2 separate regions of the Capra hircus genome follow, and region 2 is linked to region 1. Evidence: chromatin contacts called from public Hi-C data. All regions are on one chromosome and are shown on one strand. Each heading gives the region's core, a stretch centred on a gene start, on an enhancer-like site or on the middle of the called end of the contact. The rest is flanking DNA. Distances are from core to core; before and after follow the strand shown.

Region 1 (7,290 bases), core at 1,901-4,400:
TCTTATCCTCTGTCATCCCCTTCTCCTCTTGCCCTCAATCTTTCCCAGCATCGGGATCTTTTCAAATGAGTCAGCTCTATGGCAACCCACTCCAGTGTTCTTGCTTGGAGAATCCCAAGGATGGGAGAGCCTGGTGGGCGGACGCCTATGGGGTCACACAGAGTTGGACACGACTGAAGCGACAGCAGCAGCAGCAGCAGCAGCAGCAGCTCTTCGCATCAGGTGGCCAAAGTATTGGAGTTTCAGCTTCAGCATCAGTCCTTCCAATGAACACCCAGGACTGACCTTCTTTAGGAATGACTGGTTGGATCTCCTTGCAGTCCAAGGGACTCTCAAGAGTCTTCTCCAACACCACACTTCAAAAGCATCAATTCTTTGGTGCTCAGCTTTCTTCATAGTCCAACTCTCACATCCATACATGACCACTGGAAAAACCATAGCCTTGACTAAATGGACCTTTGTTGACAAAGTAATGTCTCTGCTTTTTAATATGCTCTCTAGGTTGGTCATAACTTTTCTTCCAAGGAGTAAGTGTCTTTTAATTTCATGGCTGCAGTCACCATCTGCAGTGATTTTGGAGCCCAGAAAAATAAAATCAGCCACTGTTTCCACTGTTTCCCCATCTGTTTGCCATGAAGTGATGGGATCAGATGCCATGATCTTAGTTTTCTGAATGTTTAAGTCAGCTTTTTCAGTCTCCTCTTTTACCTTCATCAAGAGGCTCTTTAGTTCTTCACTTTCTGCCATAAGGGTGGTGTCATCTGCATATCTGAGGTTATTGATATTTCTCCCGGCAATCTTGATTCCAGCTTGTGCTTCCTCCAGCCCAGCGTTTCTCATGATGTACTCTGCATATAAATTAAATAAGCAGGGTGACAATATACAGCCTTGATGTACTCCTTTTCCTATTTGGAACCAGTCTGTTGTTCCATGTCCAGTTCTAACTGTTGCTTCCTGACCTGCATATAGGTTTCTCAAGAGGCAGGTCAGGTGATCTGGTGTTCCCATCTCTTTCAGAATTTTCCACAGTGTATTTGTGATCCACACAGTCAAAGGCTTTGGCATAGTCAATAAAGCAGAAATAGATGTTTTTCTGGAACTCTCTTGCTTTTTCCATGATTCAGCAGATGTTGGCAATTTGATCTCTGGTTCCTCTGCCTTTTCTAAATCCAGCTTGAACATCTGGAAGTTCACGGTTCATGCATTGCTGAAGCCTGACTTGGAGAATTTTAAGCATCACTTTACTTGCGTGTGAGATGAGTGCAGCTGTGCGGTAGTTTGAGCATTCTTTGGCATTGCCTTTCTTTGGGATTGGAATGAAAACTGACCTTTTCCAGTCCTGTGGCCACTGCTGACTTTTCCAAATTTGCTGGCATATTGAGTGCAGCACTTTCACAGCATCATCTTTCAGGATTTGAAATAGCTCAACTGGGATTCCATCACCTCCACTAGCTTTGTTCGTAGTGATGCATCACCTCCACTAGCTTTGTTCATAGTGATGCTTCCTAAGGCCCACTTGACTTCACATTCCAGGATGTCTGGTCTAATGGGTACAAAGTTTCTGTTTCAGAATAATGAAACTTTTCTGAAAATAGTGGTGATGGTTATACAATATCTGAATGCAGTTAATGGTAATGGATTGTATACTGAAAAATAGTCAGTATGGTGAATTTTATGTTATGTATATTTTACAATTAAAAAAAAAATTTGAGGGCATTCCCTTGCAGTCCAGTGGTTATGACTTGGGGCTTTCACTGCAAGGGGCTGGTTTAGATCCCTGGTTGGTGAACTAAAATCCCGCAAGCTGCATGGTGAGTCCAGATGAAAAACATACTGGGGGAAAATTCATATGGAAGTCTCCATGCTTTCTCTGGAACCAGTCTGGGATACGACACAGAGAGAAGGGAGAAGGGAGCAGGCTGTGTGAGTGTGCTGGGCCTACTTTGAGCACAGGGTAGTGGGCAGAGAGAACATAGGCTGTGGAAATAGACACAGACATACATTCATAATCCCAGCTTTCATTTTCTAGCTCGTAATTATATTTGTTTCTTATTGTTATAGCTACTATAACAAATTACCACAAATTTGGTGGCTTAAAACAAGACAAACTGATTATCTTGCAGTTCTAGAGGCCTAAAATGTGTCTCATTGGACTTAAATCAAGAGCTGTGTTCCTTCTGGCGAATCTAGAGGGGAACCCACTTCCTCTAGCCTTTTCCACCTTCAAGAAACCTGTATCCCATATGGCTTGGTTCATGGCCCTTTCTTCCATTTTCTAGGCTAGCAGTAACATCTTCAAATCAGCCTTTCTCTCTTTCTTTCACACACACACAAACACACACATGTCCACTTATTCATCACATCTCCTCTGACTCTCTAGCCTCCCTTATAAGAATACTAATTGAACCTACCCAGAAAACCCAGGGTAGTCTCCCCATGTCAAGATCCTTAATTTATCACATCTGCAAAGTCCCTTTTGCTATGTTAAGTAACATACAAAAGGAATCTGGGGATTAGGATGCAGACATATTTGGGGGGGTATCATTATTCTGCTTACAACAATGATATTAAATTTTTTTCTGTGCCACTAGAAGAAGGCTCGCTCTCTTCCCTGGTGGCTCAGAGGTTAAAGCGTCTGCCTCCAATGCGGGAGACCTGGGTTCGATCCCTGGGTCAGGAAGATCCCCTGGAGAAGGAAATGGCAACCCACTCCAGTATTCTTGCCTGGAGAATCCCATGGATGGGGGAGCCTGGTAGACTACAGTCCATGGGGTCGCAAAGAGTCGGACACGACTGAGCGACTTCACCTTACCTTAGTAGTCATATGTCAAAACAACATTTAAGAGGAAAAATATTTTTCATTTTTATTTTTTCCTAACAGACTTATTGAGATACAATTCACATACCATACGATTTAAAGCAAATAATTTGATGGTTTTTAGTATAGTCATAGCTATGCATTTTCATCTTTCTCCATTTTTTTCTCTGTATTTTTTATTTATTATTATTTTTTTTACTTTACAATACTGTATTGGTTTTGCCATACATTGACATGAATCTGTCACGGGTATACATGAATTCCCAATCCTGAACCCCCCTCCCATCACCCTCCCCATATCATCTCTCTGGGTCATACCAGTGCACCAGCCCCAAGCATCCATTTTTAAATATAAGGAAACAAAGGCTTGAGACATCAAGGAAACTTGCTTAGAGACATTAAGGAAACATCAAAACTGCCTCAGGTCTGGTGTAACAAAGTGCCTTTCAGGAGCTGAGATTCCAGTTCAGGCCTGGACTCCCTTCACCAGGTTAGACCAGCCTCTGTCTCTCTTTCTTTCTCTCTGGGAGCAGCGTGGTGTAGTAGTTAAATTAACAGGCCTAGACTTGGCTTCCAGGGTTTGTTTTGCTATCTAAAAGCTATGTGACATCTGGTAAAACTTCCTGGAGCCTTGGTTTCCTTATTTGAAAAATGTGGGCAATTCGATAAATGAGCGAGCTGACTCACCTGTAAGATGCCTTCTAGCTAGTCATTCCAAGATTTAATGAGGGAAAAGAAAATTAAAAACAAATTCCCTATGCATTCAGTGCAATGAGAGGGATACGCATTCCCTGAAGACAGAGGCTCGCTCTCTTCCCTTGTACTCTGAGCACTTGGTCACAGGTCTCAGTTCTTCACTGATGTGTCTCAGACGGATGGAAAAGACAAATGAGTAAAATGACACAAAGACCGATAAGCGTTGAAGGAACTGGGGGTGGGGGGGCACCGGGAGCAGCAGGCTCGGTCAGGGGGCGAGGGCTGGAGGGCGGTCTACCCAGAAACGGACAAAGGTCCCGTGAGTGTAAACATAGATGGGAGGGATCAGAGGCAGCTCTTCCCCAAGGCCAAGTTCAGCCGCTGTGTGAGGGCTAGAGGGGAGGAAGTCTGTGTTAGAGGCAAGGTCTTGACAATAAATCTTCAGAGAAGAAATTGGTGACGCTAATCCACGCGCGGCCCAGCTGCAGTCTCGGTCCCCTCCCACCACATCCACTCATCCGCGCGACTTGGTATGCTCCGCCACCACAATAAGCCTCCTTCCTCTGGCGTGCTATTGGTACAGCCCAAGTTCTGAGGGTAGGAACGCAAGAAAGACACGCCCCTTGTCACGCCCGCTTTCTCTGATTGGCTAGAAAATTTAAAGATCCTGCAGGTGATAGGATGATTCTCCACTCCCAGAATTTGAAAGTTTCCAGTGTGCTGCTTATGCCTGCAGGCCGACTTTTCTCAACTGGTTCGTCCGAGCGCTGGCACAAGTGAGTGTCCACCTGATCCCAGACGTGGGAGGCAGAATGTTCTTCTTCAAGGGGTCCCTGCCGGGAGGGTGCATACGAATGAATCAGACGGTGCGTTGACTGGTTCCTGGAAGCCAGGGTCCCTCCGCTATTTCCGTAGCCAAATAATTTCTACTTCCACCCCACCTTAGAGATGGGAAGCACCAGAGCTTCCGAATCACACGATCCCTGACTCCTACCAGCCGTTGTGGTCTCTTTCAGCCTGTTTTCCAATTCTGTACATGGGAAAGAGTGACACTAGCTTGGCTGCATATAAACCAGTGAAGGTAGCTGGGAGAGGGAAGGCGCTGATAACATGCCAGTCCTGTTTACCTCCACAAGTGAGTCTCCTGCTTCCTTGCGGAGAGGACAGAAGATTCCCGTGCCCTCCCTGGGTCTCTTAGAAGCAAGCTTCTATTCTGTTCAGGGGCTCCCTTCTGTGGCTCTTGTCGGACAGCAGAGGTTCCCAATCAGTGCGCTTGACGTTGCCCGTCCGCAGCTCTGGAAATTATTGTGTGGGAGAGAAAAGTCTAGGAGAATTTCCTGTTTGCCCCAGGGTGCTTTTACAGTCTCCGTGACCTCTTTGTGTTACCAGTGACAGCCCTGGGACCCTTTGTGGCTTTGACTGGGCTCCCTATCCAGACTTCCGTACCACCTATGGTGTCCCCTGAGTCCCTGTAACGCCTGTGCTCCGGTCTTTTTGCAGACCTGCAGAGGCGGCGGCGATGCTTTCGGGCACCCAGGCAGCGGCCGCAGAATGCGAGGACGGAGAACTGCGGTGCCGTGTGGCTGTGGAGGAGCTGAGCCCCGGTGGGCAGCCGCGAAGGCGCCAGTCCCTACGCACGGCGGAGCTGAGCCTGGGTCGTAACGAGCGCGGCGAGTTGATGCTGAGGTTGCAGGCGCCCGGGCCCGCTGGGCGGCCGCGCTGCTTCCCCGTGCGCGCCGCGCGCCTCTTCACCCGCTTCGCTGCAGCCGGGCGCAGCACTCTGCGGTTCCCCGCCGACAGCACTCTCCCGGCCAGGGCTGTCCAGCTGCTGCTCTCCGATTGCCCCCCGGACCGCCTGCGCCGCTTCCTGCATACGCTGCGCCTCAAGCTGGCTGTAGCCCCGGGTCCCGGGCCGGGCTCCGCCCGCACGCAGCTGCTTGGCCCGCGGCCCCGCGACTTCATCAGCATCAGCCCGGTGCAGCCCGAGGAGTTGCGGCGCGCGGCGGCCACCCGGGTCACGGATACCAGGCCGGTGAAGCGGCCCACGGAACCTCCTGAGGGAGCCAAGCCCCGCACCGTGAGGACAGGAAAACGGGGGTAGCCTTGGGGAGTGGGAGATGGAAGAGACCGAGGAAGCCCAAGTTTAGGGGGAAGATGGTGGTATTTGAGATGGCTGCTGATTACTTCAGAGGAAATATTCATCAGGCTTCTGAGACTAACGGAAATATGGGAATTGTGCGTGTGTTTCTCATAGTGCAATCCTTGAGATTGAGCAGTGAGAATAGGAAAAATGTGCTTAGGTCATGTTAAAAGAGAGCAGAGAAGGTGCTTCAGAAGAAATGTAGGAATGAGGTCCTCCTGGAGGAGGAGAGGAGGTTTTGGAGAGAATAAAGTGATCAGCTGTGTTAGGGGCAGCCCACAAGTCCAATCAGATGCAGGGAGGTGTTGGGGGACAAAGTCTGGTGGATGTGACAGTGTTCGCAAACTGGAACAGATGGATCACAAACCACAGAGAAGATGGAGATGGGGCAAAAAGGGGCCCTGGCTAAGCAGGGTTGGCTTGGGAGATTTTAGGTCAAAGAGACAGATTGTGACAGGAAGAGTTGTGAGAAGGAAGGATGGGTGAGAGGACCAAGAGAGGTAGGGAACCCAGGAGAGGATGCTGAGGAGAATCTAGACCTGCAGACAGGGGACTTTAGGGGTGATACCCAGAGTCAGTGGAGATCCAGCTTTGATCCCTTCCTCAGGGAGAGACCTGGACCCCTGTGGTTACTGGCAAGATCTCCAGATGAGCCAAGGCTGCCCAAGGGCTCCAAGGAGAGAAGCCAGCAGAGACACAAAGGGCTACCAGACCAAGAAGGGAGGGGGTGATGCCGAGGAGATGTGGGGAGGTCCTGAGACAGCCCTCTCCCCCTAGGAAGTTGCAAGGTGGCCCCTGCCTGTGAAGAGGCTGAGATTGCCCCCCACCAAACCAGAGCTTTCCAAGGAACAGGCTGCTGTCCTGAGGGCTGTCCTGAAAGGCCAGAGCATTTTCTTCACTGGAAGTGCAGGTAGTGGTGGGACAGAGTGGGTGTGGGGAGAAGAGGGGTGGGCTGGGATGGAGGAGAAGTGGCCCTGACTTTGCCCCCTGCCCAGGGACGGGGAAGTCTTACCTGCTGAAGCGTATCCTGGGCTCACTGCCTCCCACGGGCACTGTGGCCACTGCCAGCACTGGGGTGGCAGCCTGCCACATCGGGGGTACTACCCTCCATGCCTTTGCAGGTAAGTGAGAGCTCCTGGGGTTTAAACTGGGAGCAAGCCAGGCTGGTGAGAAGGGAGGGGAGGTCAGGGTTGAGACAAGGCTGTGATCTCAGCCCAGGCTGAATAGTGTCCCTCACAGGCATTGGCTCGGGCCAGGCTCCCCTGGCCCAGTGTGTGGCCCTGGCCCAGCGGCCCGGCGTGCGGCAGGGTTGGCTGAACTGCCAGCGGCTAGTCATTGATGAGATCTCCATGGTGGAAGCGGACCTGTTTGACAAGCTGGAGGCCGTGGCCAGGTCAGTATGTGCAGTGAGGACTGGGTTCTGGTGGTCTTCAGGGTGGAACCCAACAACCCCAGCCCCTAGAGCACCCCATGCTCCTCTCCAGAGCCGTCCGGCAGCAGAATAAGCCATTCGGAGGGATCCAGCTCATCATCTGTGGGGACTTCCTGCAGCTGCCACCTGTAACCAAGGGATCCCAGCTCCCACAGTTCTGCTTCCAGGTACCACTTGCCCTCCGGCCCTAACCCCCATGGGGGT
Region 2 (7,290 bases), core at 2,641-5,140, 57 kb before region 1:
AGCCGCTGTGGCACTGGGAAGGGAGGCTAAGCCAGATCGCCAGAGGCAGCCCCGTGAGTGGACTGACGGTTGCCACATCGGTGACCTGCTTTCTGGGGCACTCCCAGGCCCGTGCTCTTCAGCCTGGGGTTCTGAACTGAATGTGATCTGCTTCTTCTCCCATTACTTGCTCAGCTGGCTTCCTCTAAGGCTCCTGCCCTCAGTGGGGGCATCCGAGGGGAGGGGAGAATACTGATCTTGCTCAGGGGTGGCCCAGCTCCCATCCTTAGGGCTCTGAACCTTCACCCTTCTTGCTGGCCATGTTTTTTATGAATCCTGGCTTGGAGGACCTTTTCCCACAGCATCCTGTGGGGTCACCTGGCTGGACTCTCCCTGCTCCAGCCCCTGAAGTCAGGCTGAGCACCTTCTCGCCCAGATGGGCCTGGCCTCCACGGAAAACAGCACCACCATCCTGAACTTTCCCTAAGCCGGTTCCATGCTGAGCTCTCCACAGGCCTGTCCTCCTGGCCCCCTGGGGTCCATTTAGTACAGTGAGTTGGGTAGAAGTGTGGGTTCTGGGGTACAAGTTCTTCCACTCATCTGCACATAATCTTGGGAAGTCACCTAACTTCTCCAAACCTCCACGTCATCAGCTGACCTTGTAGTGGCCCTTGCACATTGGAAGCCCTTGTCAGTATTTCTGAACAAGCTACTACACGTAATATGCTTAACACAGTGCCCGACCCACAGTATATGCTCAAGAAAAGTCAGCTATTTAAGTCATCCCCATCTCCAGTTGAAGAAACTGAGGCTCAGACAGGAACAGAACTTGTCCAAGACCACAGGGCTGAGAAATGATGGAGCCAGACCCCCTTAGGCCCTGCCCCTGCATTTGTCCCCTTCTTCCCTGTCTCTATGAGGCCAGCACAGAGTAGGTATCACCCGACAAACAGAGAAGCCAGGAGCTTACACTCTGAGAACCCCAGGGAAAGGGGAGGCTCCTGTCATAATGGGAGATACAAAGATTAATTAAACACAAGAGGCTGCCCATTCTGGAGCCGAGAGACACGTGCTCTGGAAACAGCATCCCTCCCCACCTAAAGCATCCAGGAACCTCCGTGGAGGGGTGACACCTGGGTCCCTGATACAGGACTGGCTCATCGAATCACAAAGGTCATAATAAATGGTGACCATACAAATTCTGAATTTCTAAAGGCAACCCAAGTTTCAAACATTCCATCTCATTGTTGGAATAAAGCAGCAAGAGCCTCAGAGTGAGGCTCCTAAACATTATGTCATCTAAATAACCCCTCCCAGCCAGATGGGTCACAAAAATCCATGTTACTTCACATGTCCTGAGCTCAACTTGGAGGAAATACAGTCCCCATTCTTTCAGGCACACTGATGCCAGCTGCCCCTGCTTCACTGGTGTGTGCATGTCCACACAAACACTAACATCAACTAAGGCTATGGGTCACCTAGTCTTGGGACATTAGGTGACTCTGTGGCTTGAGAAGCGCCCTCCCCCATATTCCAGCAAAGATTCTAACCCTAGAGTTGGGCACTGTAATGTCTAAAGGGGCCTTTTGAATCCTCGGACTTCCCTGGTGGCTCAGATAGTAAAAAAAATCTTCCTCTAATATAAGAGACAAGCGTTTGATCCCTGGGTCAGAAAGATTCCCTAGAGAAGGGAATGGCAACCCACTCCGGGATTCTTGCCTGGAGAATTCCATGGACAGAGGAAAAGCCTCTGGCCTGGCACACTCCTTGTCAGCATGAATGGCAAGATCTGGTCTAGGTGACACAGCGTCGGGAGTCTCTGACCAGCTGGTTAGGGAGGCTGTGCTCTTTCAGTGTCGCCTTTCAATCTTAGTGTCTAGCTGCAGACCTGCCTTTCACATTGCCTTCTGCCAGAAGTTTCGGTTTTGGTTTCTGATAGCAGAATTGAGTCCTACCCTTTCCCTCTATTGCCCTCCACATTCTCCTTCCTCCTCCCTTGTCTCTGTCCCTCCTTCCCTCTCCCACGCTGGTGAGACGTGGCCCCCTGCTCCCTGGCTCTGTGGGAAGAGGTAAGGGAAAGAGAGGGGATAGAGAAGTGGGGAGAGTTAACATTTTCATGGCTGGGCAGCCACTCACATTTGCACAAATTATGCACTGCACAACTCTAGGGGCACAGTCAGCTCAGTGTCACCAGGTTTTGCATAGTTATTAGCACACTTTTCAGGCAGATGGCAGTAAAGCATCCTGGGGTGGGGTGGGGAGGGCATCTGTCTGAAGGGAGCCGAGTGGGATAAAGGGGCTGAGTGCATTTTGGCTCTGAGTGCCTAGAAGTCCCAGGCCATTCTCTGTCCCACACACTCCACTACCCCCAGGCCAGTGCTCTAATCCACTTGTCCCTCACAGCTCAGCTTCTCAGCTGAGCTAGAGCCACAGTGAGAGGCTCTTGTTCCAAACAGGCTGGTCAATCACCACTAGTGGGAACCCAAGCAAGTCTCTTCCTTTTGGAGCCTCAGTTACTCCATCTATAATATGCAGAGGGGACAAAATGATCTCTAAGGGGCTTTCTGGATTGAACATCTGAGTCTGTACTACGGGTGCCTGGGAGGCAGGTGAGTAACAGCGAGGTTTGGCCTCAGGGTCCCCTTCTCACTGAAGAAGAAGGCTGTCATTGCCCTGACTGAAAGCAGAGCTCCAGAGGACCCTTTTGTTGAAGGATGACAGTGGAGGCCTCATGAAGTTACCCAGAGGAGCTATGTGACTTGGAGCAAGTCCCCTAACTTCTTGTTTCTTCTCTCACAAAACGGGGGTGACACTCACCTTGCAGGTATTTGTGAGGATTAAAGGGAACACTGTGTGCAAAGGTGCTGGCACAGAGGAGGCCTTCAGAGAAGAGCAGAGGAGAGGAGCCCTGGGGAGCACAGGGGAGCCAGGCGGCGCCAAGGCTCTGATGGAGGCGTAGCAGCCTGCAGGGCCCCTGGCTCACCACTGCCTGAGCTCAGGCTCCAGGACAGGAAACCCACCTGGTTTCCTCTGGGTCTAACGGCCCCCCCTAAACTACCTCCCACTGTGGGCTCCCCTCCCCTCTCTTTGTATGATTGCACTTCCGGGACAATGCCAAGGGCCTGCCCAGCTCTGCGGGAACCCCAAATAGCCCTAACCTCTCAGTCTGGCAGGCAAGGCCCCTCCCTAGCACCCTCAGCACCCCTGACACTCCCCAGTCACCTAGAGTTACCTGACCCTTCCCTCCCCACATCCCTGCCTCAACAAGCCATGCACTGTTACACCTCCAAGCCTTTGTCCATGCCATATCCCTCTGTGTCACAGGCCTTTCCTTCTCTCCTCTCCCTGCCCCCCTAAGAGAGCTAAATCCTGCTCATTGTTTAGGGCCTGGCTCAAATGTCACCCTCTCTGGGAAGCCTTTCCCTATCCTTCCAGTAAAGAAAATAATCACCCTTCCTGTTGGCTCCCTCAGCTCAGGATTCATAGTCTGGAGTGCAGTGGAGCTGAGTCAGTCATATCCACATGGAGCCTAGGCGCCTTTATCTATAAGACAGAGGCAAGTCACCTCTACCTAAGCGGGAGGGTGTTGGGAAAATTCAAGTAAAGGAGATGCAAAGCCCATATCCACAGTGCGGACGCACAATCGGTCCCCAATAAACGCTGCTTGGAACCTAAAGTTCAGCCGGCCAACCCGGCAGGGTGCCGGAAGGATGTGTCAGGTACGTTTCTGTCCTCTCTTTCCGCTCTTTCCAGTGGTCCTCAGGTTCCCGCCCAGGGACACTGCCATCCCATAGCTCATTGGAAGATCAACTATGATTGACAGGCCTGAGCCCAATGACTGACCTAGTCCTTCCTGGAGCCTGTAGTCCAGCCCTCGGCTCTGTTTGGCACCTCTACTGAGGAAGACAGAGGGTGAGAGTCATCTGAGGGGACTGGACTAATTTTCACGGCAGACTTGTGTCAGCTGTGTGGCCCCACTGATGACTCAGGTCTACTCCCCACCCTTCCCCTTCAGGAAGAGGCCCTGTCATAATCACAGTTGTGCTACATAAAAATAGCTTCAGTTCACAGTGCATGAATACTAGGCCTTCCCACCGAGGGAAGAGGAAGGCCATTTCCCCACCTACATTCCCCTAGCCCCCATTCAAAAGCGGATCCTTAGGGGTGGGGTCTTCACACTTCTTGAATGGCTTGAGCAGCAACTTCCTCCCCAGCTTTGGGGCTGAAGGCTTTTTGCGGCTTTGCAATCAACTTCTCAAGTTTTCTCATTTGTCCCTCATACCAGAGATATGGGACATAGCAGCTGAGGTTATTGTACCCATTCTGCAGGTGTGGAGACCCAGACCAAGGGAGGGGAGGTGACTTGCCCTCCTCACACCGTGAGCTCATGGCGGAGCTGAGTTGCGGGCACCTGACTCCTGTTACAGTGTTCTCTCTGTTCCGGCATGTGCCTTCTCCTCAGAAAATGCTGTGGTCACAGCCAAGGCAAAGAAGAAAGCGGGAGGAGAGAAAGGCTGGGCAGAGCACAGCCTCGAGGAGCAAGACATTCATACAGGAAATATTTGTGGGACTTCCCTGGTGGTCCAGTGGTTAAGACTTTGCCTTCCAATGCAGGGGGTAGGTTTCTATCCCTAGTCGGGGAGCTAAGATCCCACATGCCTCGCAGCCAAAAGCACAAAACGTAAAACAGAAACAATATTGTAACTAATTCAATAAAGACTTTAAAAATGATTCACTTTTTTTAAATGAAAAATATTAAAAATTGTCAAGCTCTGCTACATGCCAGGCACCACACTAGGCACTAGGAATACAGTAGAGAGCAGAAAAGAGGTCCAATTCCTGCCCTCATGAAGCTAACAATTTAATAGAGTGAGAGCTGACATTGACCAAGCCAATACCAGATGCTTTGCAAAACGTGTACATGGAATAAATCATTTAATTCTCACAAACATCTCTATAAGGTAGCATATGGGACATTTGTCATTCGTGTTGGCCGCTCAGCATCTGAAACCCCTTCCTATGTGTGGGGTAGTCTTCATGCATGAGGAGAAGCCCAACTTCCATGCCTGAGACTAAGTATGCCAGATACTCCTTTTCCCAGGCTTCCTTGCAGTTAAGGCTGGGCATGTGACCAGACCTGGCCAATCAGCATGACCATCCCATACCTACTATTGAAGCAATAACTGCACATATACAACATGGCAATCAGGGCCCCACCTGACTTCCCAGAGGCATCAGCAGCCATTTGTAGGGGCAGGGCCCCTGGTTCACTGCTGGTGGAGCCAGTGTCTGTTGTCAGTGGTTGAGAGCTAGCGTTGTCCCTCCAGCTCTGCAGATAAATGTTTGTTTTGTTTGTCTTCTGAAATGGTAACCCACTCCAGTATTCTTGTCTAGAGAATCCCTTGGACAGAGAAGCCTGGTAGGCTACAGTTCACGGGGTCGCAAAGAGTCGGACATGACTTAGTGACTTCACTTTCACTTTCTGCAGAGAAATTTTGAGTATTCCTCCTTAGCTAGTAGAGAAAGGAGAAAATCCTGCCCTGCCTACAGATGGGGTCCCTGCTGCTTCCCCCAGGGAAGTAGAGGAGATGGGCAGAACCTGGAAAGGGCGGGGAGTCTGGACAGAGGTAAGACTTTCTCTGAGGCCTTCTAGCCTAAACCCAGTGGCCTGGGTTGGGGAGGAGGTGGGCACTCAGTGGTTTTAGAAGCTCTGCCTGGTGGCTGCATGGTTCCCCCTTCCGCTGTCCATCCTCAGGCTGTCTCTCTTCTCCCAACATCCCCTCCTCTCCACTCCCTGTCCCAGGCCTGATTCTAGCCCCACAACCTCTGCCTGGACACTCCCCTCCTCAGCCTCTCCTCCTTGCTCCACTCACTAGCATCCTTCATCCTGGAGGCAGAGTGAGCCTCTGGAACACAGGACTGATGAAAGCACACCCTTCCTTACACACCTGCCAGGATATCCTGGCACCCAAATGCCTTTGCCTGGCACCCAAGGTTCTTCCAACCCCCCATGACATGCACATCAATCCTCCAGTTCAACCCAGTGCTCTGACCACACACCTCCCTCGCCAGTTGCTCCCGTTCCATGGCTACTCTGCCCTGCCCTGTCCCTTGTACCTTCTCGCACTGCCTTGGCTTATGCCGTTCCCACTGTTAGGGATACCCTTCCCTGTCCCCTCCCACTCACCTAATAATAAAGTCTCATTCATTCTTAAATCAGCTTCAAATGCCAACTCATCCATGAAGCTTCCCTCAACCCCACCTAGACACCCACTAATACTGTTTCCTTTATTTTGTCCATGGAAGTTCTGTGGACCAGCTGCTTTGGAGAGGAAAAAAGGTGTGCCTGTGGAACCAGGAGCCCGGGCTTTTGGTCAAATAGACCCGGTTTCAAATCTAGGCTTTGCCATTTACATGCAGTTCACCTCCCCAGAGCCCCATCCTTCATCTTCTCTGACCTCCCCCAACCCATGCCACATTGGTGGTTTCCTGTTCATTCTGCCCTGTGAATGACACCCCCTCCAGGCCCAGCACTGTGGGCATCAGCTCTGGGGCCAAACCTGGGTCATGGAGGCCTTTGCTACCCATTGAAGCCATGCCTGATCCCCTTGGTTCAGTTCCACCCCTTCAAACCCACCCTCCACTACAGAATCATAAGGTAGGTCACAGAGCACCAGGCGAGAGCCTCTGATTGGGCCTCCCCTGGCACAACGGAGAGAAATGCACAGGTATGTCTTATCTGTGCACCTAAATGCCAACAAGTACAAGCAGGTGGCTCTGTGTGTGTGCATGCAGCTGTGTGCAGACTTGGGGGAGGTGTGTATGTGGGAGCATATGTTGCTTATCTGAGTATGTGTGTAGCTGCTGTGGTTGTCAACTCAGAGCAAAAAAAAGAGCCCACATTTCCTGTTAAGAATCAATTAGAACATTTTTTTAAAAATAGAAACCCAAATCTCCCCGGGTGTCATCAGAGCTTGGGGAATGAAAGGTGGGAAGGCAGGGCAGGAAGGATGGGAACAAGGGGCAGGACTCTGCTGCCAAGCCATTGTGTGACCCCCCCCAAACAACACTTCTCCTGGGCTTCAGCTTCCCTTTCTGTAATAGCAGGATGGAGACTAGGTGATCTCTGAACCCTCTCATTCATGGAGACAGATCAGTATACAGAGTACACTCTTCAGAGGGAAACACCATGCACAGTTCGATTTCTCTTTAGGCACACTGCCCACCTCACATTGATCTAACCCTTCCCAGACTACCCTTGGAAACCTGGGCTAGACTCTTCCGTGCGGCTGTATGGGGGAGGGGACAGGG

What was found. Hi-C and Micro-C count contacts between places; a contact is called where the count stands out from the background.
Region 2: a Hi-C map of blood shows a contact between it and region 1, with 1.9 times the contacts expected there. The contact joins the enhancer-like site here to the promoter of PIF1 in region 1. A contact is called at or near these places in 3 of 5 Hi-C or Micro-C datasets (all in blood).

What each region holds. Positions count from the first base shown.
Region 1 is chr10:57,775,076-57,782,365 of ARS1.2, reverse strand. PIF1 (ATP-dependent DNA helicase PIF1) reads left to right here and starts at 3,150. Exons shown (of 13, transcript XM_005685842.3): 1 at 3,150-4,290; 2 at 5,015-5,591; 3 at 6,432-6,564; 4 at 6,650-6,775; 5 at 6,894-7,047; 6 at 7,139-7,253. The coding sequence starts at 4,196.
Region 2 is chr10:57,832,646-57,839,935 of ARS1.2, reverse strand. No RefSeq gene overlaps it. Among named protein-coding and RNA genes, the nearest start is that of PLEKHO2, 44 kb to the right of the region's middle. Within about 2 kb of position 3,890, at least 2 of the 5 cell types and tissues checked have an H3K27ac peak or open chromatin away from gene starts, as enhancers often do.